Regions from separate parts of the Sus scrofa genome. Here regions 2 and 3 are each linked to region 1. The links are chromatin contacts, called in public Hi-C and HiChIP or PLAC-seq maps. All regions are on one chromosome and are shown on one strand. The core of a region is the stretch at or near the end of the contact, and the rest is flanking DNA. Distances in the headings are between cores, read along the strand shown. Region 1 holds the start of STT3B (dolichyl-diphosphooligosaccharide--protein glycosyltransferase subunit STT3B). Region 2 overlaps GADL1 (acidic amino acid decarboxylase GADL1). Region 3 holds the start of CMTM7 (CKLF like MARVEL transmembrane domain containing 7).

Region 1 (3,027 bases), core at 111-2,610:
CCATCCCTCTTCCTGGTGTGTTTGGTGAATTCACACTCAGGTTTCAGCGCAAACACTCCCTCCCCTTGAAAGCCCTGGCCCACTGTCCTCTTTGCTCCTGATGTATCACCACTCTGCTCATCACACCACATGTTTATGTTTGACTATCTAACCCCTCAGATATTGGTACTTGGTGAGAACACTGTAAGCACCTAGCAGGATAAAGAAGTTAAGTGCAGAGAAGAATAAAATAACACACCCAAGCTTCATGCCCTGACTGGAAACCATTTTTCCCTGTTGTTGGTCTGGAAACCAAGAACGAAACAAGTTGCAGTTTATTTCTATGGGTTCTTTAGAGGTTCTTCAGTAATGCATTCCTCACAGAAGTGACCTCTGAAATCTCAGATACTGGTACAAAAAGACTGATGAGAACTCTCACTAGTCCCCCTCTCCAAGGTGCTTTCCACATGGCACAAAACACACACTCCATCATCTTTCTGATTCCATCACACCTACCACATCCTGCTTAAAGCCATCTGTGGCTCCATACTACTTTCTGGTTAAAATAAAACAAAAAAAACACCTCTCAACATGCTCCACCCTATCTGGCCATTTATTCAACTCCTATCCTACATAGTTCCACTATCTGCGTTGTAGCCATACTAGTCCTTTTCTGGGTTCCTGTACTTGCCTCCCAGTCCACTACAGACCTTTGCAAGTACTAATTCTTTCCATTCTTCTCTCCCTGGTCCATTCATCCTCACCCCTGGTCCTCAGCCCTAATGCTGCTTCCTCAGGATAACATTCCCATCTTGTGCAAATCAAATCCCCTGTATATGTCTCTTCCAGTATCTGTAATGTTCCATTTTTGGTATTTAGTAACGGGATGGTTTAGTCAATATCCATCTCCCTAGGGCTGGAATCACATCCTTCATGTTCTCTACTGCATCCCACAGTCCACAAAGTGCTTGGCATAAAAGAGAAGCCCAATAAATACTTGTTGAATGAGCCTGTGAGTGGGTGAAGACCAAGAATAACAGGAGTTTTTCCTGCTGTTTTTACTCTTACGCTACTCTATGTTCCTCAACAATCCTTCAAAATATTTTCAGATAAACTAATTTTTGTTTGGGTTTTTTGTTTTAAAGCCATCTAATTTGATATTAACAATTTACTTGAAGAGTAGGAAGAGCGACCCATGGGGGGTGAGTTGTCCAATGTTACATGGCTAAGAAGCCACAATACGGGGTCAGAACCAAGCTTTGACACTTTTCAGACCAGGATTCTGGCCATTAAACAACCCTCCCCCCCAAAAAAGATAATGTACAACTTAGCAGGGAGCATCTACACAAAAGACAATAAAATAGATATTTCCAAATAAATTAAAAACACAAAATAATTTTATTTTAGGCTGACAGAACTTGGATTCATGGAACAAAGGCACAAGTACTCCAAATGCCGGCATTCTGGCATACAAGGTTTGGGCTCTGACAAAGGGCACATCACCTTTCTGGTACAATAGGACTCCGTTAATATTCCATCATAACTCTCATTAAAATTTAGATGTTCAATAAATGTCGGCTATTAAATCGTTAGTGGAAAAGTCTATTTCTGGAAATCTTTTCATCCTTTCCTTAATGAGACGATTTATTTATTTATGTAAGGAAAGGGGAGAAAAGTTAATCACTTACCAGGTTAAGAGATGGAAGTTCCCTGGTGGCCTAGGTTAAGGATCCAGCTTTGTCACAGCTGTGTTGCAGGTAGTTGCTGTGGTCAGGGTTTGATCCCTGGCCCTGGAGTTTATGTATGCGTGGACACAGCAAAAAGAAAAAAGAAAGTAGCTGGATCCAGTCGTTTTCAAAGGGCAACGTCAAAGTACATTTATCTAACACTTTGAAAAGACCTACTATTTAAACACAACTTTTAAATGTGTTTAAATTTTCTCTGTAAAAACTTTAAATGACTAAAGAAAATAACTGGGTGCCTTTATAACATTACTCGAAGACATGCTTTTAAGTTCAGATGTTATTTACCTAATAAAAATGTTAATCACGTGAAAAGTCAACACTCGAGTACTGTTGATTACGCTGAAACCTTCGTGCCCTTTCTGGGGCTTCTATCAGAGCAATTCTAGTTTCCCCACTACTCCATACATATATATGTACTTTTTATTGAAATATAGTCGATTACTCCACTTGCATTTAAGCTTATTTTGCTTTGAATTTACTCTACCCGGTAGCACTTTCTTTTGGAGGGCAGGGGCATGGGGAAAGGGGGAGAAAGGTGTAAAAATACAACCTAGATTCGTGTCTGGGAATCTGCAGTCAGCCATCACCTACTAAAGATAGAACTTAAAAGTCCACAGGAAGTTAAATAGTTTCACTCGTCCCCAGTGGAATGTATGCAACTGATTCCTGCATCTGTCTACCTTTCCATTGAACAAACACTACCTTTGCAATTAGAGAAATACTAGTGAAAAACGCCAGAGATCCGCAGTTCACAGGTCCTAGCAGGTCGTTGCCGAGCTAGGGGCCTGCTTGCCGGCTCCAAAGAATTTTCGGCGTTGGCAAACGCGTCCTTGCTCGCAACCTCGGAGGCAGAATGTCGGGCGCTACCCGCGGGGCGAATCGCAGCGCATAGGCAGGAGCCTCACTCACCGCGCGAGCGGAGCGCCACCGGTGGCCGAGCCGTGCGTGCCAGACTCACGCGCGGAGCAGCGCGCCTGCGCGTCCGGTCACGTGGTGGGCGCTCCGCACACAGAGTTAAAAGTCACGACCGCTGGGAGCCTGAGAGCGGCCAGCCGGTTGGTGCGGGGCTCTTCGTCTCCTGTAAGCTGGTCCTGACGGAGGCTGCCCCGCTGTCATCGACCACCTCCCGAACCCTGGGCCCGGCTCAATCCCGTGCGACGCGCAGAGCTGCCTAGCATCTCTCCTCGCAGCCAACACAAGAGCGCGAAACCGCGTCTTTCAACTGACAATGAAGCCCTAACCACTCTGCGCGGCAGCTCTGGGCGAATGGGCGCGAGGCTAGGAGGGGGAGGGGAAAACGGTT
Region 2 (3,232 bases), core at 256-2,755, 610 kb before region 1:
TATATTGGAAACACTTAATAAATATTTATTAAATGAGTGATGGAACAAAATCAAAGCTGAACGTCCAGAAAATATGTCATGATCAAAGTGATTTAAACATGTGCCAAAAGGAGTTACTGTTGTGGCTCAGTGGTAACAAATCTAACTACTATCCATGAGGATGTGGATTTGATCCATGGCCTCACTCAGTGGGTTGAGGATCCGGCATTGTCATGAGCTTGGTTACCGACGCAGCTGGAATCCCACGACACTGTGGCTGTGGTGTAGCCAGAAGCTGCAGCTCTAATTCAACCCCAAGCCTGGGAACTTCCATATGCTGTGAGTGTGGCCCTAAAAAGACAAAAAAAAAAAAAGTGCCTAAGGACTCCCTCTTTTCCTACTAAGAGAAAGTAGAAGCTCTCAACTGTACACCAGCACTCACACAGACCACCCCAGGCTGACCTTTCAGGGCTGCTTCCTGTGGGTGAGCCATGCTGCTTCACTGCCGAACTCCAATCCTGACAACTCACAGGGGCACCATGCCCAGGCCAGGCCGCAGAGGCCCAGCACCGTAACGGAGACATCACTGAGCAGGAGGGAGCTTCACAAATGCCCAGGCGGCATGGAGCCAGCAGCAGCAGATACATAGGGATTCATCACTCCTTGCACACACACAATCTCGCTATGTCAAGAGGCATTTCTTTTCATTTCATCCTTTGATATAATATTTTCATGCACCATGAAAACAACACAGAATCTGATTATACTAAGAACTGCATTTAAATCCTGGCTCCACCTCAATCCTACCTAATTAACTGATCTGGGCCTCGGTGTCTTCATATGTAAGATGGAAATGATCATAAGAATGAAACTGACTTGATAGGATTCTTAGGAAAGTCAGCTGAGACTGTGGATGTAGAAACACTTTTCAAGCCATAAAACACTCTGCAGTGTATAAAGTCATAAGGAAGGGTGTCTCTGTGGTAGAATGGTTGCAATACAGTGCTCACATTATATCCTTCTGCCACACTCTGCAATGTCATTTTCAAGTTCTTCCCATCAGCAGTGGTGGAGTCTGTTCCTCCATCACACCTCCTCTCCATTCTGTCTGGCTTTGCAATTTGCTCTGGTCTATAAAAAACAGCACAAGGGATGATGTGCTAGTTCTGAGCCCAAGGAGTCTTGCAAACTTTCACTTGCTCTCTTGGAACCCTACCACTGCCAGGACAACGAGCCCAGAATAGCTTGATGAGGATTAGAGGCCATTTAGAGGATGGCTCAGTTGTCCCAGTGGTGGCCATGCTAGTCCAGCAAACACAGTCATGATGAACAGAGCTGCCTTCCTGCCCCATAGCTGGCTGTTGGTGTAACAGGGAGCCCGGCCAAGACCAGTGCAACCATCCAGATCATCCGGAAATTCATGAGAATTGATGATTGCTTTTTGTTTTAAGCCACTGGGTTTGGTTGGTTTGCTATGCAGCAATCACTAATTGATCCAGCCTGACAGCTTCCTGCCAGAATCCTTGGGAAGATGGCCAGAAAAGAGGACTCACGTGGTCAGAAAATGTGTGAGTCAACAGCAACTGCATGGTACAGCTTTTCCCTTCGGCTTCCTGAAGCATTTCCAGCCTGGTTTTAGCCACAACTCCTGGCTGACCTCAGGATTAAGGCTGAAAGATTCTGATCTCAGCAGAAAGCCTACCCTGAGTTTACGGGACACCATGTGAAGAGATGTGCTTCTGTTTCCAAGATGCAATCTAAAAAGAAAATAAGAAATGGCCCCCTGGATCCCATCCCTCTTTAAGTATGCTGCCCCATTAAAGAGCCAAAGATGCAGGAAGGTCTCTTTTAAATATAGCTTCTGAAATCAACCTCCCAGACTGACATTTAAAAACCAGCTGATACAGGAAAGCATAAGGGATTAGTTAGCAAAAGTGGAAAAGGGAATAGAGCAGAGGCTAGATCATCAGAAGCCTATAAATATCATAAATACTCAGAACAATCTGCATGGCAAGTGGAAAGGTAATAAAGAAAGAAATGAAAAGGTAAGCCATCAAAGTCTTCCTTATGACCAGCTGTGCCCTTGCTCACAGAGCACTGGCCATCATAGCCAAGGCTAATGTGATGCCCTTTGTGAATATTCCAAGGGTGATCACAGGGCCATGAATAAATGTTTCCCTACATTTCTGCCTTGTGGTTAACATGTTCTTTATTTCCTAGAGCTGAACCTCCCCCACAGAGTATGCACAGGCATGAGAAGAGGGCCCAGGACTCCAATCATCCAATATGTCTCATGATTATAGTTTAGGTTCACAAGTTACAAGGACATGAAATTCTACAGCTTCTAAAAATACATCCCTGCCCTTGATTAAAGGGCTCAATTTTCAGACTGCAACTTCTAGATACCCTTCCCTCTTTCTTCTTTTTTATCAAAATATACCAGCAACTAAGTTGCTCAAACTGCCAGTAAATCAGCAAAAAGTGAGAAAGAGCATCTGAGGTTAGGATGAGAAGGCCAGGTTTGTTCGCATCAACAATGACTGCAGATACCATTTATTGAGCACTGTACCATGCACTGAGTGCCACCACGTACATTCACTATCTCAAGTTTATCTTCTCAACAATACCGTGAGTCAGGTATTATTAAATCCATTTCACGGATGAGCCTTGGCAAGAGACAGCAGCCTGTCCCAAAAGTCTCATAGAGCCAAGAGCAAAACTAAGTCCGGGTGAGACCAAAGCACTTCTCTCCCCAAACCACACGAACCTTGTTTGACTTCAGCCAACATTCTTTGCATCTGAACATGTTACCACATGGAAAGTGTTGTCAGCTACATGAAATAAATGTTTCATCTTCCTGAGGGTATGTCTTTCCTTGGCAGAGGCTGGTCCAGCTCCTTGCTTAGCTCCTCTTGGCTGACAACTTTTCTCGGCGCCACTCTGCAGTCTCTCTCATCTTTGCCTTTTGTCAGAGCTCCATTACCTACACTTTGCATTTCATCCTTTTCACTCCCTTCTCTTTACTAAGAGCCACAGTGCCTGGGATCAAGAACTTCAGGGTAAGACTAGCTCTTTCACAAACTAACTAGTTAACATGAGTTATTGAACAATATCTTACCTTCAGAGAAAAGACTAAATGATAAATGCGTAGGTCTCCACGGTTATCCCATTCAAGACTTCATTCCATAAAGCGAGGCTCCTTCCCATGTGCTTGCTGATTTACAGTTTATGAGGTACATCCATTAACAGAATC
Region 3 (2,916 bases), core at 311-2,810, 840 kb after region 1:
TTGATCAAAGAAATTTTCTTCCTTTCTTTCTTTCTTTTTTTTTAGGGCCACACCCATGGCATATGGAGGCTCCCAGGCTAGGGGTCAAATTGGAGCTGCAGGTGCCAGCCTACACCACAGCTTACGGCAACACTGGATCCTTAACCCACTGAGCGAGGCCAGGGATGGAACCTGAAACCTCATGGTTCCTAGTCGGATTCATTTCTGCTGTGCCAAGATGGGAACTTCTGGAAATTTTCAAATGTACACAAAAGTGGAGAAAATAGTGTAGTGAAACCCCAACTGCCTCAACTTTGGCAATGACTGGTGCTCAAACTTGAGATTTTATCAGAATCACCTGGGAAACTTATCAAAGCAGAGATTGCATGAGTATCTCCACTTTCTAGAATCATCAAGACAGTCTCCTGACGACAGCACAGCCCTGGCATCCAGTGATCTCTTAGAGAGAGATTTTTGCATTATCTCCAAGTTTTTTTGAGAAATAACAAGATTGGCCACAGGGACACTCTGCTCAAAGAGAACACCGATAACATCTCACTTCAGTAGTCCTGTTTGCACCTGTCTTCAATTTAAAAGTAACCCAGGGAGTTCCTGCTATGGCTCAGCGGATTAAGAACCACACCTAGTGTCCATGAGGATGCCAGTTTGATCCCTGGTCTCGCCCAGTGGTTTAAGGATCCAGTGTTGCCATGAGCTGTGGTGTAGGCCAGCAGCAACAGCTCCAATTAAACCTCTAGCCTGGGAACTTGATATGCCACGGATGCAGCCCTAAAAAGACAAAAAATAAAATGAAAGTAACCCCAAAGGAGGGCAACATGGCTTGGATAACTGGCCGCTCCTATTAGAGGTAAACCTATGCTCTCCATGTGACTCAGCAAACCCACTCATAGGTATTTATCCAAAGAATTGAGAGCTTGTTTATGTCCACCAAAAAATCTCACCAGAATATTCACCACAGTTTTATTGGGCACACAGAATTCATCTCAATGTGTTGTACTGAGTGAAAGAAGCCAGACACAAATGAGAATATTGCTGTATTATTTAAAGTATATCAAGTCTGAGAAGAGAGGACACGAATCTGTAGTGACACAAGGGGGAAAGCACAAGTATTGGCATGTTCTATTGGTTGCTGGGGCGGGGGGGTTACACAGGTGTACGTACACATACAGAACAATTAACGGAGCTGAACACGGAGGGTTTGGGCATTTCAGTGTATGCGAGTTACACTTCAATCAAGCGCTCTTAGCACACATTCGCAGGCGCGCCCACACCAAATCCCAGGAGGCCCAAACCCAGCTGTGCCCGGGCCTCGCCCACCTCGGAAAGGCCACGGCCCAGGGCGTTGGTTTCCCTCCTCCCTCCAGCCCGACTTCCGCGCCTCCCCGAGGGCTAGGGGGTGCAGCCACCTTTCCGGAGATCGCGAACCGGGCCCTCCCCGGCCAGGTCCCGCCGAGGCTGGGTGAGCGTCCCCGCGCGGGCCCGGGGCGCTAGCGCCTCTCCCGGACGCTAGGGTCCCGCCCCGCGGCCCCGCCCCGCCCCGCGGCCCCACTCCGCCCCTTCGCAGCTGGCCTTCGGCCCCGGCCGGAGGAGGCGGCGGGCGGGCAGGGGCTGCGAAATGTCGCACGGAGCTGGGCTCGTTCGCACCACGTGCAGCAGCGGCAGCTCCTCGGGACCCGGTGCTGGCGCGGGGCAGCCGGGCGCGGGCTCGTCGGAAGGGCTGCTGGACCCCTTCTACCCCCGCACCCACGCGGCGCTGCTGAAAGTGGCGCAGATGGTGAGAGAGGCTCGGGAGCGGGCCGGGGGTCACACGGGGAGACCTGGAGGGCAGAGTCCGGGGAGGGATCGCGCCCGCCGCCGGAGCATCCCGCCCCCCCGGCGGAGAGCGTACCGCCCAAGTCAAGTCGGAGGGGGCTTCCTCGGGCGAGTTGAGCGTGCAGCTCCCGCGCTGGAACTCCGCCCCACTCGGTCTGCTCCAGCAGCCCCCGCTCCGGGGTCCCAAGTGTTTCCAGCAGTTCTGAGGGGCCTGCCCGCTCGTGACCGAAGCCGCCGCCAAAGTTCCTGTGCGTCTTCCTTCCTTTTCTCGGGCCGCGCAGCTTCGGACCCGAGCCGGGAGGGGAGAGTGCCCGGGCAGCGGCACTCAGGCCGCGGAACCCGACCTCTTCTCGGCCGCGGCCGCCTCTTTTCTGGAGCCGCGCGCCGCGGGGCTTCCTCCTCCGAGCGCGGAGTCCGAAGGCCTGGCTTCCCGGAGCGGAGCGGGGCGGGGAGAGAAAGCATCCGTGCGGCAGCCGTCAAGCTTCAAAGGGGGTCTCGCGGCCGTTGGACGGCAGCGGTCACTGGGGAACGTCGATTTTGGGGAGCCGGGGTCGCCAGACTGGGGGTCATTTTGGAGACGGGCAGGACGAAAGCCCAGGCGCCGAGTGCGACCAGAGCTGCAGGAACCTCCACCAGGGCAGACCTTCCCGGCCTGAGCCCTTGTTCCGCACTGTTTTCTCCCTTCCCGTTTTTTTTTTTTCTTCCTTAAAATATTTAAATCTTAAGGAAAACACCTTTCCCGTTTGTTGGATATGTTTTGAAACTGAGCTGGGCTGTTCTGTGACTCCACTCATTGTACTGTTTGCAGCCGGAATGGTGGACGGGGAAGTGGTAATTTTGAAAGGGGGTGTGAAGGAAGGGATGTGGGTTAGCCACCCGGTCACAGAGCCAGAGCCAGGGCCAGGGCAGCTGCATCAGCCCCAGGGATGGGCGCGGGATGAGGTCTGTCCAAGTATCCACAGCGCTGTTGCTCTGGATGCTGAGTGTGTACAGAGGGCTCTGGTTTTCTGCTTGGCCAGACCTGAAAGGAAGGGGGATTGAGTTCCCTTTTCTCGAAGAGCATTGAAGTGGACCAAAAATTAGAAAGTAGGGGCATTTTAGCTA

What was found. Hi-C and Micro-C count contacts between places; a contact is called where the count stands out from the background. HiChIP or PLAC-seq counts read pairs in DNA pulled down with a chosen protein or histone mark.
Region 2: an H3K27ac HiChIP or PLAC-seq map of skeletal muscle shows a contact between it and region 1. The contact joins the enhancer-like site here to the promoter of STT3B in region 1. A contact is called at or near these places in 1 of 5 promoter capture datasets (fetal skeletal muscle), 5 of 47 Hi-C or Micro-C datasets (embryonic fibroblasts, epiblast stem cells, fetal heart ventricle and 2 more) and 1 of 2 datasets of contacts at active chromatin or transcription factors (skeletal muscle).
Region 3: a Hi-C map of mesenteric adipose tissue shows a contact between it and region 1, with 1.7 times the contacts expected there. The contact joins the promoter of CMTM7 here to the promoter of STT3B in region 1. A contact is called at or near these places in 2 of 47 Hi-C or Micro-C datasets (embryonic fibroblasts and mesenteric adipose tissue).

Annotation. Positions count from the first base shown.
Region 1 is chr13:17,530,981-17,534,007 of Sscrofa11.1, forward strand. STT3B (dolichyl-diphosphooligosaccharide--protein glycosyltransferase subunit STT3B) reads left to right here and starts at 1,361. Exons shown (of 16, transcript XR_002338187.1): 1 at 1,361-3,027.
Region 2 is chr13:16,921,711-16,924,942 of Sscrofa11.1, forward strand. The region is part of intron 14 of GADL1 (acidic amino acid decarboxylase GADL1); the gene reads right to left. Among named protein-coding and RNA genes, the nearest start is that of GADL1, 130 kb to the right of the region's middle. Within about 2 kb of position 1,506, at least 10 of the 83 cell types and tissues checked have an H3K27ac peak or open chromatin away from gene starts, as enhancers often do. A contact at or near this core is called in embryonic fibroblasts and skeletal muscle, where this site is marked.
Region 3 is chr13:18,370,611-18,373,526 of Sscrofa11.1, forward strand. It overlaps CMTM7 (CKLF like MARVEL transmembrane domain containing 7), which reads left to right and starts at 1,561. Exons shown (of 5, transcript NM_001243922.1): 1 at 1,561-1,774. The coding sequence starts at 1,616.